Linked DNA regions of Hordeum vulgare: region 2 is linked to region 1. Evidence: chromatin contacts called from public Hi-C data. All regions are on one chromosome and are shown on one strand. Each heading gives the region's core, a stretch centred on a gene start, on an enhancer-like site or on the middle of the called end of the contact. The rest is flanking DNA. Distances are from core to core; before and after follow the strand shown. Region 1 holds the start of LOC123406926 (probable serine/threonine-protein kinase SIS8). Region 2 has its middle 160 kb from the start of LOC123406926.

Region 1 (4,956 bases), core at 1,707-4,206:
GATCGTCTCCGTTGTCCTTCCCCTACATGCTCATGAGGGTGAAGGACTTAATTGAAATCCCCAATAAAAATCCATGGTAGAGAGCTCGCAGCCACCAGCGACTTGAGGAGATCCCAAGTCTTGTATCTATCCACCGCTTGTGCTTCGCCATATACGCAAGTCAGACGCCAGTCGTCCTGGTTCGGGACAGATACAGTTGCATCAACATCGTACTCTGCTTAACCAAAAACATCAAGTTTTATTCCATCATTCCAGAACAAACCAATACCTCCACTACGACCAACACTACTAACTGCATAGGCATGCTTAAAACCTAAAGTACCAGCCAGACTTTCGACACGTGCTTTTGAGATTTGTGTTTCCACTATGCATAGCACTGTCGGGGCAAATTGCTTCCTAAATAACAAAGCTCTCGAATTGTCGCTGCTTTGCCCGCACCGCGACAATTCCAACATAGGAGATTCATTGTGCCCGGCGATCCTCCCCTCGGGGGGTCGCCGATTTTGCATCATTGGGTTTGTCGGAAGCAGTTCCCTTCTTCTCTCTGATTTTTCCGTATTGGTTCACAGCCTCTTCTGATCTTGCTTAGAGGATGGACTCGCTGGGGCTATTGCACTGGGAGGGAGTGCGAGTAAAGCCTTCTGGGCCATAGGCAGAGCTAGACCACCCAAAAGGGTTCGTTGATCTGACAACCTTTTCCTGTTGTCATCGGCCTCTACCATCACCACATCAGGGTCTGAATCCTCAGCCTCAGTGCCCGTAGGCACCGGTGTCTGGACAGCCATGCCGCTGCCGCGAGGGCCACCCCTTCTGCCACGTCCACCACCTCCTCCTGGGCCTGTCCCGACCCTCATCTGCGAGCTAGCATGAAGATCCTTGAAGTATAGAGCAGACGACGGATGCACCCCATCGCCGTGCTCCTTATAGACATGACCAAGGTGGCCACATACAACACACCAGTCAGGTAAGCATTCATACCTCACCCGGTAAATCTGCCTCTTAGAGTCACGGATCATAGACACAATGTTCTTTAGAGGTTAATGCACATTGATTCTCACACAAACTCTATAGAAGTTTCCTGCAAAATCCTGTGTCAGGGGTTCAGTAAAAAGGACCTCACCAACCTTCACATCAAGCGCCGGTACTAGATATGCATACACATCCGGCACATCATGGATATGCATCCAGATATTGATGAAGTCAAGGTTAACCATAGTTGGCTTGGTGATCCCATCATACGAGTCCAGTATCAGTGCATTACCCCTGAAGTTCCAGGGTCCATCGTTCATCACCCGTTCCCAATCACCAAGGCAGAAAAACTACAGGGTATAGAGATTCTCCTCCAAGGGGCGGAACTTCACCTCATGTGCAAGATCCCAAGCTGAGCGCATGTTCTTGAAAAACCAGTATTGACTATAGGGTTTAGTGATATGAACCCTACACACTGCCATCCATCTAACTGCGTCAGGTGGAGCTTCCTTTTCATCAAAACAACGACATCTAGGTCTCCTTCACAAAGCCCTAATTCTGCCATGAGTTGCTCAACCGCCGCGGCGGACGTAGATACAGACGCCTCCATCTGTTCTTTCCCCTTCGTTGCCATCATGAACCCTAGCCTGAGTTAAAAAACGACCGGGCTTGTTAAAGCTGACCCAAAACCTTCCCTCGCCACCACCGGTGTCGAACAAGACCGACTAGGGATACTAGATCCCTTCGTAGCCAGCCCGAAACAATCACCGGCGTGGTAGATCGGGGGTGGGAAGGCAAAACTCAACGACGGCGATGTAGTCGCCTTGGGAGAAAAGAAACCCTAACGAGAGGGAAACTAAGAGGAATAGTATCTCCCCCGCACAAAAGTTATACAGTAAAAATGCAAAAAATAAGGTCCTTCAAACCGATCTTTGGGGTCAGGTATACGGGATCTCTTATGTCCAGCACTGACCCGAAATTACTCTTGAACCTAGCCAGAATCTTCAATGCCAACTTGGCAGCAAGGAGCACGTGCGCGGACCCATTCCCGTCCCTAGGAAACCCAAATCGCAACGCAAACCTAGAAGAAGATTCCGCCACGCAAGCCACGCAACCAGGTCACAGACCCAAATTCCACAAGGAAACGCCTGGGGCCCACCGCCTAGTGGCTGCTCTGCGGGGCCGGCCCACCGCGGCCACCACCCCCACCCAGTTGCAGGCCAGCAGACACCCCCCACCCGCGTCAAGCTGAGCCACTGTCGATCGCGTGGAGCGCGTGGGTCCCCTGTCCTCCCAATGCCACGCGGGCCCGGGCGGGCGCACTCGGGATCCAAGGCCCCACATGGGGCGGGCGCGCGGGGTTTTCGAGGCGCAGCCGGCCAAGTTGCGCCCCTCCCTGCGCACAGCGCCGCGGCAAGTGGGACGCCAGGGCATGGGCCCGCGGTCCTGCCGTCACCAGGGCGCCGGGTCCCACGAGTCAGAGGGACCTCCGCCCACGCTGCGCCGGGTCCACCCGTGCCTTCGCTTTCCCGCTCACCTTCCTGCATGGCCCGTCCCGCAAGTTTTTCCCGTCGCTTTCCTCGGCCGCTTCCGCAGCAGTCACGGCGACGTCACGCCCGCGGACCGCGCGTCCCACTCCCTGCCGTGCGGGCTCTCACCACGTCTCGACCCCACCCGTCATCGACAGGAAGCGCGCACAGCCCTGTCCCAGCCGGCCGTGCCCCCCGTCGTCCGCACCGCACGAGAACTTTCCCTGTGACCCCAAACAAAACCTTTCTTTATTGATTGCGCACAGTGTCCACCAATCGCGCTCAAGCGCTGATTTACCAGCGATTTTTTCATAATTCAAAATGGAATTACGCTAGGAACACCCCCGTCGGCTACACAGAGAGGAAAGCCGAGTGTAGCGCGGCCGCAAGCAAGCGTGCACTGCAGCCGCCGGCCGGTGGCTGCGGAGCAAAATAATAAGCTGGGGTTAAGTTAATGCGGCTTTGGGCCGCTCGTAAGCAGCAGCAGCAGCAGGTCAATACCGCCTCCTCTCCGCTACAGGGGGAGGCCATAGCCGCTTCGTCTCCTCTGCCTGCCTGCCTGCATCCGGAGCGATGTCGGATCCGCCACCGCCCCAGCACCACCACCGCAGCAGATAGCGCCGGCGGCGGCGGCGTCGGCGGCGGGCGTGCGCGATGAAGAACTTCCTCAGGAAGCTCCACATCGGCGACTCCGCCGGCGACGGCGCCTCGTCGCCCGCGCCTCCCCTCCCGTCCTCCAAAAAGGGCGGCGGCGGCGGAGCCGGGGGCCACCACGCGTCCTCTGGAATCTCGAGCTGGCTCAGCTCCGTGGCCGGGCGCCCGCACCAGCCGCAGCCACAGCCGCCTTTGCCGGCGGCTGGGGCGGCAGTGGAGACGGGGGCGGAGGAGCTGGCGCTGGCCTCGTCGCTCGAGGAGAGGAGGGCGGAGGAGGAGGAGACGGCGAGGAGGGACGAGCGGAAGGAGGACAGGAAGAGGGAGATTGAGAAGCAGGAGAAGCGGGAGGACGAGCTGGAGGAGTACCACATGCAGCTGGCGCTGGAGATGAGCGCGCGGGAGGACCCCGAGGCGATGCAGATCGAGGTGGCCAAGCAGATCAGCCTCGGCTCCTGCCCGCTCCAGAGCTCCGCTGCCGAGGTCGTCGCCTTCCGTTACTGGGTAACTAATCACTTCCTCCTCCCTCCGTCGATCCTACACATTCGCATTGTAACTGTGATGGGATCTTACTCGTGCTCTGATCATGCAATCCGTCCGTTAGATTACCCAAGCACACCCAGTAGGTTAGTTGAAACCAGATTGTATCACACATTTCATTTGTTTGCTGAAAATACGTGCCGATCATGGTGTTGTTCTTCCGATAACTGTTCAATTCAATCGTCATCGAAGGGATGGACCGAACTGTTGCTACTGTAGTTAGGCAACTTAGCTAGATATATGATATATGTTCCCTCGCTCCACTGGTTGCTCCATAATAATGCTTGTGACTTGTGAGCAATAGCACGAGGGCGACCAGGGTCAATCGACTGAGGATTTCTTAATTCCCAGCCTAAACCGTGAACACAGAGTTCTCATCCAACTGCAAAAAAAAAAGGGGGGGGGATGTTAATGCTATTCTGATGGCTACGCTCAGTCCACTGATATAAGAAGTTCTAAGTCGATTGCATTATCAAATCCAAATGAAATAACGAGCCAACCTGCTACTTTCGAAGATATGGGCTAACAGTAATTTGTTTAGTGAACACTCAACCAACAGTCCCGGAATATCCACCATGTATCCTTTCCGTAATTAGAGGGTAGAGACTGTTAAGTGAATATTGCCCTACATTTTTGCAATTCTTACAATATTCTTACTTGCCTTATATGGTAGATTTGTTCGTGCTTCACAGAGTTTCAGTGCCCTTAGCTACGACGACAAAATATTGGATGGTTTCTATGACATTTGGGCCACCGGGGGCAAGCCCTCACTGCGAACCATACCCTCTCTGATGGAGCTGCATCAGCAACCTTTTTCTCTTGGAGCTAAAACAGAAGCTGTGTTGGTCAACAGAGCACAAGACTCCGAACTTGTAAACCTTGGGCAGAAGGCACTCATCATGGCCGTTGACTTCCGCTCTCAAACTTCACATTCTGTTGGCCGTGTTTTAATTCAGAGGCTAGCTATTTTAGTGGCAAACCACATGGGTGGGCCAGTTGTTGATCCAGAAAACGTGCTGTTGAAGCACCAGAATATGAGTAGTTCCCTGAGAGCTAGTATTAGAAGCTCCGTCATGCCTCTTGGCCGGCTCACAATTGGCCTGGCTCGTCACCGTGCGCTCCTTTTTAAGGTCAGTAACTTATTTCATTGTGGACAGCTCCTTTTTCTTAATTACAAAGTTTATCTGATGGGATATAGAATACATGAGAGTGTTAAGGTCCATCTATTTCTCAAATGCAATTCCTGATCTATTTTCTCAAATTTAAC
Region 2 (5,684 bases), core at 188-2,687, 160 kb before region 1:
GCTTCGGTTCACAACATTCACGTCGTTGGGAGCTATATTTCAAGGGTCAATCAGGAGACCCTATGGGAATGATCTTATGTAGATCTAATTCCAGAGCATACTAGATCTTACTCTTGCCATCTTATATTTATATTATTTCCTATCATTACATAAAAAATTAACGGACGCGGCAACGCGCGCCATCAATGATTTATTACATAATAAAATGAGTTATGACAATTTAAAACTACAGTCTTGTGCTAAAGCGGACCAGGGCTTCCCTTGTGCATCTTGTCAAATGTGAACCGTCTCACCAAAGAAAAGGGGGAGCACGGGCGACAAGCCTGCAAGTGCTAGGGTCTCGACCCTACCAGAACTGAAATCTGCCAAAGGTTCTTGTACTCATCCAGTCATCCGATAAGACGTCCAGCGCTGCAGCCCAGGCTCCGATCGGAACGAGACGCACCTGGCAAAGCAATGTCCTCCGACTGGGATGACCGAATTCTGTGCAAATTAGTGACAACCAGAGACGCACCAGAGAAAAGGCAGAAATTTTTGACATCCCTGTATTATTGGCCGCACAAGATACACTCCTACTATATCGTTGTGAATCTGCAAAGTGACGCAGCGATTCGCCTCCGCGCTTTTCCAGCTCACGGATGAGTACGTGTAGACAAGTAGACCAACATGCACAGCTTTGCCCACTTTGGTCACTCGCTTTGCCCGAATGGACTCGACAACAGAGACGGCGATTTTGTGCCTTCTTGCAAAGCTTATCAGTCTTAAAAACGTTTTTTATATTACAAGAAAGGAGGAAGTATCGAGCAGCGTTTTGGTGTCTAGACTCATCCGCATCTGATTAAAAAATTAATCAACAGAAATACTAGAAAAAATCAACAAAAAAATTTAGATGATAGATAATTTAATGCATGGGGTCCGTTTTAATTTTTATATCATTTGAACATCTGAGCAGCTCTCAGCAGAAAAGATAAATCAGATCAAAATAATGCATGAACAGTAATTTTGAGATATCCCAAATTTGTTTTTCTTTTTAAAAGCTACTCAGATGTTTAAATGATTTAAAAATTAAAACTTACCTCACGCATCAAATTGTCTACCACCTAAAAAAATAAAATTTATTGAATTTATTTAGCATACGTTTTGATTTTTGTATTCAGTACGGGTGCAGATGAACCCGGACTCGGGAATGGATTTTCGGAAAGTATCTCATTTCTTTCACATTGCACCGTGCATGCCTCCGGCTAAACTCAAATTGCACTCCGGATAACTGATGCTGATGGGCGATAATATTGTCATGAACGAAGAAAATGCTGGCAGTTGGCCGCGTCCATTCATTGACCGGCGAACCTTTCTGTCCCCGCCTAGAAGGATCGGTCCGGGGAGTATATTAATGGTGTTATTGCATGCCCGACGAGAATAATATATTCCCCGGCTGAATCTTGTGGTTTGTATTTATTCCGTGCTTGATTCGAGTCCACTTATTCATTCCTGTAGGTGGGACGATACGCACCCCGTGACGTGTTTGTTTAGAGTTTCTATATACTGTATTTTAGTTCCGGGCCTAGAAAATTTTGAGAATGACGGAAGCTGGCACCGCTCAGGTATGATACTGGTTGTTAGGTCATGCTAGGTGATCGAATAAAAAACAACTTGCTGGGCTACGACAGTGAAATGTGTACGTCGGCCGTTGGGAGCCCATGCTTAGAGAAGAACTACTAACTTCTTCAATTGAAAAAAACTAACTTCTTTAAGAGCATCTTTAACAGCTGTTAAAAAATGGTCCACGTGTTAAATTATTTATATTTTTGGCAACGGACAGCTATAACAGAGGCGGTAAAATTGCGCGCGATGAAATTTTTTAAACACGCGCTAAAAACGTTATCGAGCGCACTATATTTGAGGCACCGGCTTACGCGCGTTTCACAATTTACACTGCGTGTTTTTGGACACGCGTTTTTGGACATCTGCTAAATTAATGTTAGTCCCCGCATAATAAAAATGCTACAGCGGCGCACTAAAAAAATTATTGGACACGAAACTTTTGCACGGCTGTTGGAGATGCTCTAAACCCACTTTACAACTGAATACATGTACTCATCAGAAAAAAAACTAAGGCATGTATATTCTTAGCCACGTCTCTAAGCACGAAAGCAAGGTGTAGTGATCTAAAACATCTTATATTAGTTTACAAATAGCGTATTTTTGATAGTGATCTAAAACATCTTATAGTAGTTTACAGAGAGAGCATTTACAATTAAGTGGGACAAGCTCATCCCATCCTGATGCATATAGAATTATTTAACCATTCTAAAAAAAGGTTTAATATGCACAATTATATTCTCCTGTTGATATAACTCGTACATTTAGATTATTATCTTAGTTTTCAAATCGGCTAAGTTCAAACTATCCTCTTGATTTCAAAACCTGTATAAAAACCCCTTGACCCTCCCCCATCAGCCTCAGATACAACTCAGACCCTCTACTCCCCATTCGTCTACTTTGTCATCGGCTAGCTAATGTGCTGAGACCAACAGGGCAATTTTGTATGCCGCATATGTTTTGTTCCTATTGCATATGTTTATTTGCGTTGTTGCATGTTAGTCTTCCAATTTCATGAATGCTCTACATAGGAAAAAAGATTCTATTCCGAACATATCGACCTTGAAGGAGCTGGACCCTAGGCAGGGCGGAGTTAGAGAAGGACATCATGTACATACGTACACCCACTATTTTGGAAAGATATATTTTAGTGACTTGAGGTAATCTTGCTATAATTAGTTAGTACAACATTAATTTTCAACCTCTTTGTATGCCCCATAAAAGAAGGACACTGATATGTGGCGATTGTCGTCTGGAAGGTTCCCCCAACGAACAATTCATTCGTTCTGAAAGGATCGAACTAGCAAACAGAACACCCCAATCAAACTTTCGCTCTAGCGCAACCTCCCACCACCGCGCGTGCGGTTGGTCAAGAGGCCCAACTATAAAAAAATGCCATCAACAAAAAAAAGATACCCTTTTAAAAAAGGTTTCCCATTTATAAAACAAAACAATCTATACAAAAGTTGGACTACAACAAGTTCATAATTTGTTATGATGTTAAAAATACACTTCATGAAATTGAGTGTAAAAATACATAATTTTCCATGCTTTATCCTTTTCAAAAACATAAAAATTACGCGCAACAAATTGCCATGATAAATAAATAAATAATTTCTATGACATTAAAATTAAAATTACATGCTCCTAAAATAATATTGCCATATTTTTATAATAAGATTGCCATGTTACTAAAAGTAATAAAATGTCATGCTCTTAATAATAGAGTTGCCATGAACAAGTGGTACATATTCCCAAAGCTTGCCACTCGAGCATTACAAAAATACCCACAAATTGCCGTGTTTGGAAGAAAAAATGTTACATATTTGCCATCGGACCAGGGGAAAACATTTCTAATAAAATTCATATGTACAAAACAACATGATGTGTGAACATTAAAAAGTTTAAATTTTTTATTTGTCAAGTTCAAAAAAAAAAATTAAAACTCTTTTTTGAACACAGTGCATACGCACATAGACTCATCCCTATGAATGTGTACACACATCCTACACCTATAAGCATGAGCGAGCACATCATCTTGAGATTGATGAAGTCATCACAGACACCTACGTAGTCGAGGGTGTGACTTTTCCTACTAAATGCACATTGTTGGACGGCCTGAAATAAATCCGGTGAAATGTGAGCGCTACTGTGCAGTCTAGGACTTGAATCCTGATGGGTTGGAATACCATCCTTCTAATCATTCAATCATTTGTTTTTTCATAAAAAAGAAAGCTAAAAATTGCCAGGCACCTTTGTTTTTTTAAAAGTTGTCACGTACCTACAAATATATATCATTTTTGTCATCTCTATCTCTACTACTAAAGATAACGTAAGATTCCCGTTTCACTCTTCTTCCCGCCACCCCTTCGTCCAATCTTTCATGTATGTTAACCAATAACCTTAATTTACTTATCTTCAGAACCTGTTCTATTTTAACTAATTTATCAAACTTCTTATCAGAATATAAGGTAAATCACGAACAAGATTTGATAAAACATTTATTCACGCAAACCGCATTAATATGGATGTAAATCATAAACTAACATAATATAATATTTATATTCCGTTGCAACGCACGACGTTCTCCTAGTTTGGTAAAATAAATTGGAACCATCCCATATCTCGTGAGTGGAGCTTAAGGAACTAGGAGTGTGGTGGGTGCATTGTGTTTGAATAGAATGTGTTCGCGTGGTTTCCGTGTAGTACCGAACGAGTTTCAAAACTTGACATGCCAAGCAACGAGGCATCAAAATCTATGGGCACATCCACCGATAATAAATGTATTCGCTGAGAGCATCTACACTGGTTCGGTACAAATCGGGCTCCATACAAGCCAACATGAGGTAGCTGATTTCGTTTGGTTCATTAATGAGTTTCTCGTGGGCATTCTTGGTTGTGGCATTAGCATTACGGGCAGGTGCCTTTGGAAGTGAATCCTCTAGAACATGTTTCTTTTTATTGTGTTTGAAAATAATTCTCAAATTTCCATACTAGGTGGTAAAGTTTGTTCCATTCAGTTTATCCTTTTTTCATAATTGATTTCAACGCAAAGTTTTGAGCACGTGGTGCCATTGATCTACAACAGAAAATATGCAATCACTAAGCAATGTGTTTATGTCGAGTAATTTCAAGCCTTAAACAGAACTACTGCCACTGAAGTCGGTATACCTCTGCGAACTCAGAGTGATTCAGGATCCGACTAGCGCAAGCGACTAGTGAGCTTTAGCATCACTGCTAGCCAACTAACCTATCTGGTAAGCAACTCTTTGCTAATCGTATATCTATACGACTCCTGTCAGTCGGGTAGGTATCTTATACCCGTCTCCCGACCTTCGTTGCAACCTTGCCCAATTTTTTTTTTTGATATTCTTATCATCTCAATTTTATGAGCCCACTACTAGACGTACTTGACGTGCGAAGGTGCAACATCCGGAATAGCAATATGCTTGATATTAACAAGGGATCTTTCTACCATTTTAACATGCATAGAAACAGGAAGCAATATCAATCACATATAAACATAAATATGTGAAATAGTATGGCTCCTTCATAGACGTCCTTCCAGGCCGGCTCAAACTCCGATGACCAGGGCGGAATTCCATCTTGTTCATCACGTCGGGACACTAAAGTCTCCAACTTGATCTATGTCTTCCAAGTACTACACCTAGTAATGAATTTTACACAGAATCACAAGTCGACACAGAGGTCGTTATACAATATAATGACAACACTTTGGCTCCTGTCGGCTGACAATCATGACACACAGGTCATGTAAAATTACACACATGCATCACATACATATGAGCCATACTATTCACATCAAACCTCCAAAACAAAGTTATGCATAGAATTGCATTCTACCGGTTTGTGTGATCATGTAAGAAATATACAACATTGCGCACACGGCGGTACCGATTCAGAAATCACAGATAAAATCTGCATTCCGGTCACGCCGAATTTTCTGATCTGACCGATCTCATCGATCATCCCAAACCCAATTAGGATTTACACTTCACTGCTAACTTCGATAGCGAAAACTGATGTGTAGTTGATCTCATCAACTGTGCACATAGCCGCTCTCA

The links. Hi-C and Micro-C count contacts between places; a contact is called where the count stands out from the background.
Region 2: a Hi-C map of leaf shows a contact between it and region 1, with 3 times the contacts expected there. The contact joins the enhancer-like site here to the promoter of LOC123406926 in region 1. A contact is called at or near these places in 2 of 6 Hi-C or Micro-C datasets (leaf and seedling) and 1 of 1 datasets of contacts at active chromatin or transcription factors (embryo).

The regions. Positions count from the first base shown.
Region 1 is chr7H:95,220,215-95,225,170 of MorexV3_pseudomolecules_assembly, reverse strand. LOC123406926 (probable serine/threonine-protein kinase SIS8) reads left to right here and starts at 2,956. Exons shown (of 13, transcript XM_045099942.1): 1 at 2,956-3,653; 2 at 4,382-4,819. The coding sequence starts at 3,153.
Region 2 is chr7H:95,380,289-95,385,972 of MorexV3_pseudomolecules_assembly, reverse strand. No RefSeq gene overlaps it. Among protein-coding and RNA genes, the nearest start is that of LOC123406926, 160 kb to the right of the region's middle. Within about 2 kb of position 1,437, at least 3 of the 3 cell types and tissues checked have open chromatin away from gene starts, as enhancers often do. A contact at or near this core is called in leaf and seedling, where this site is marked.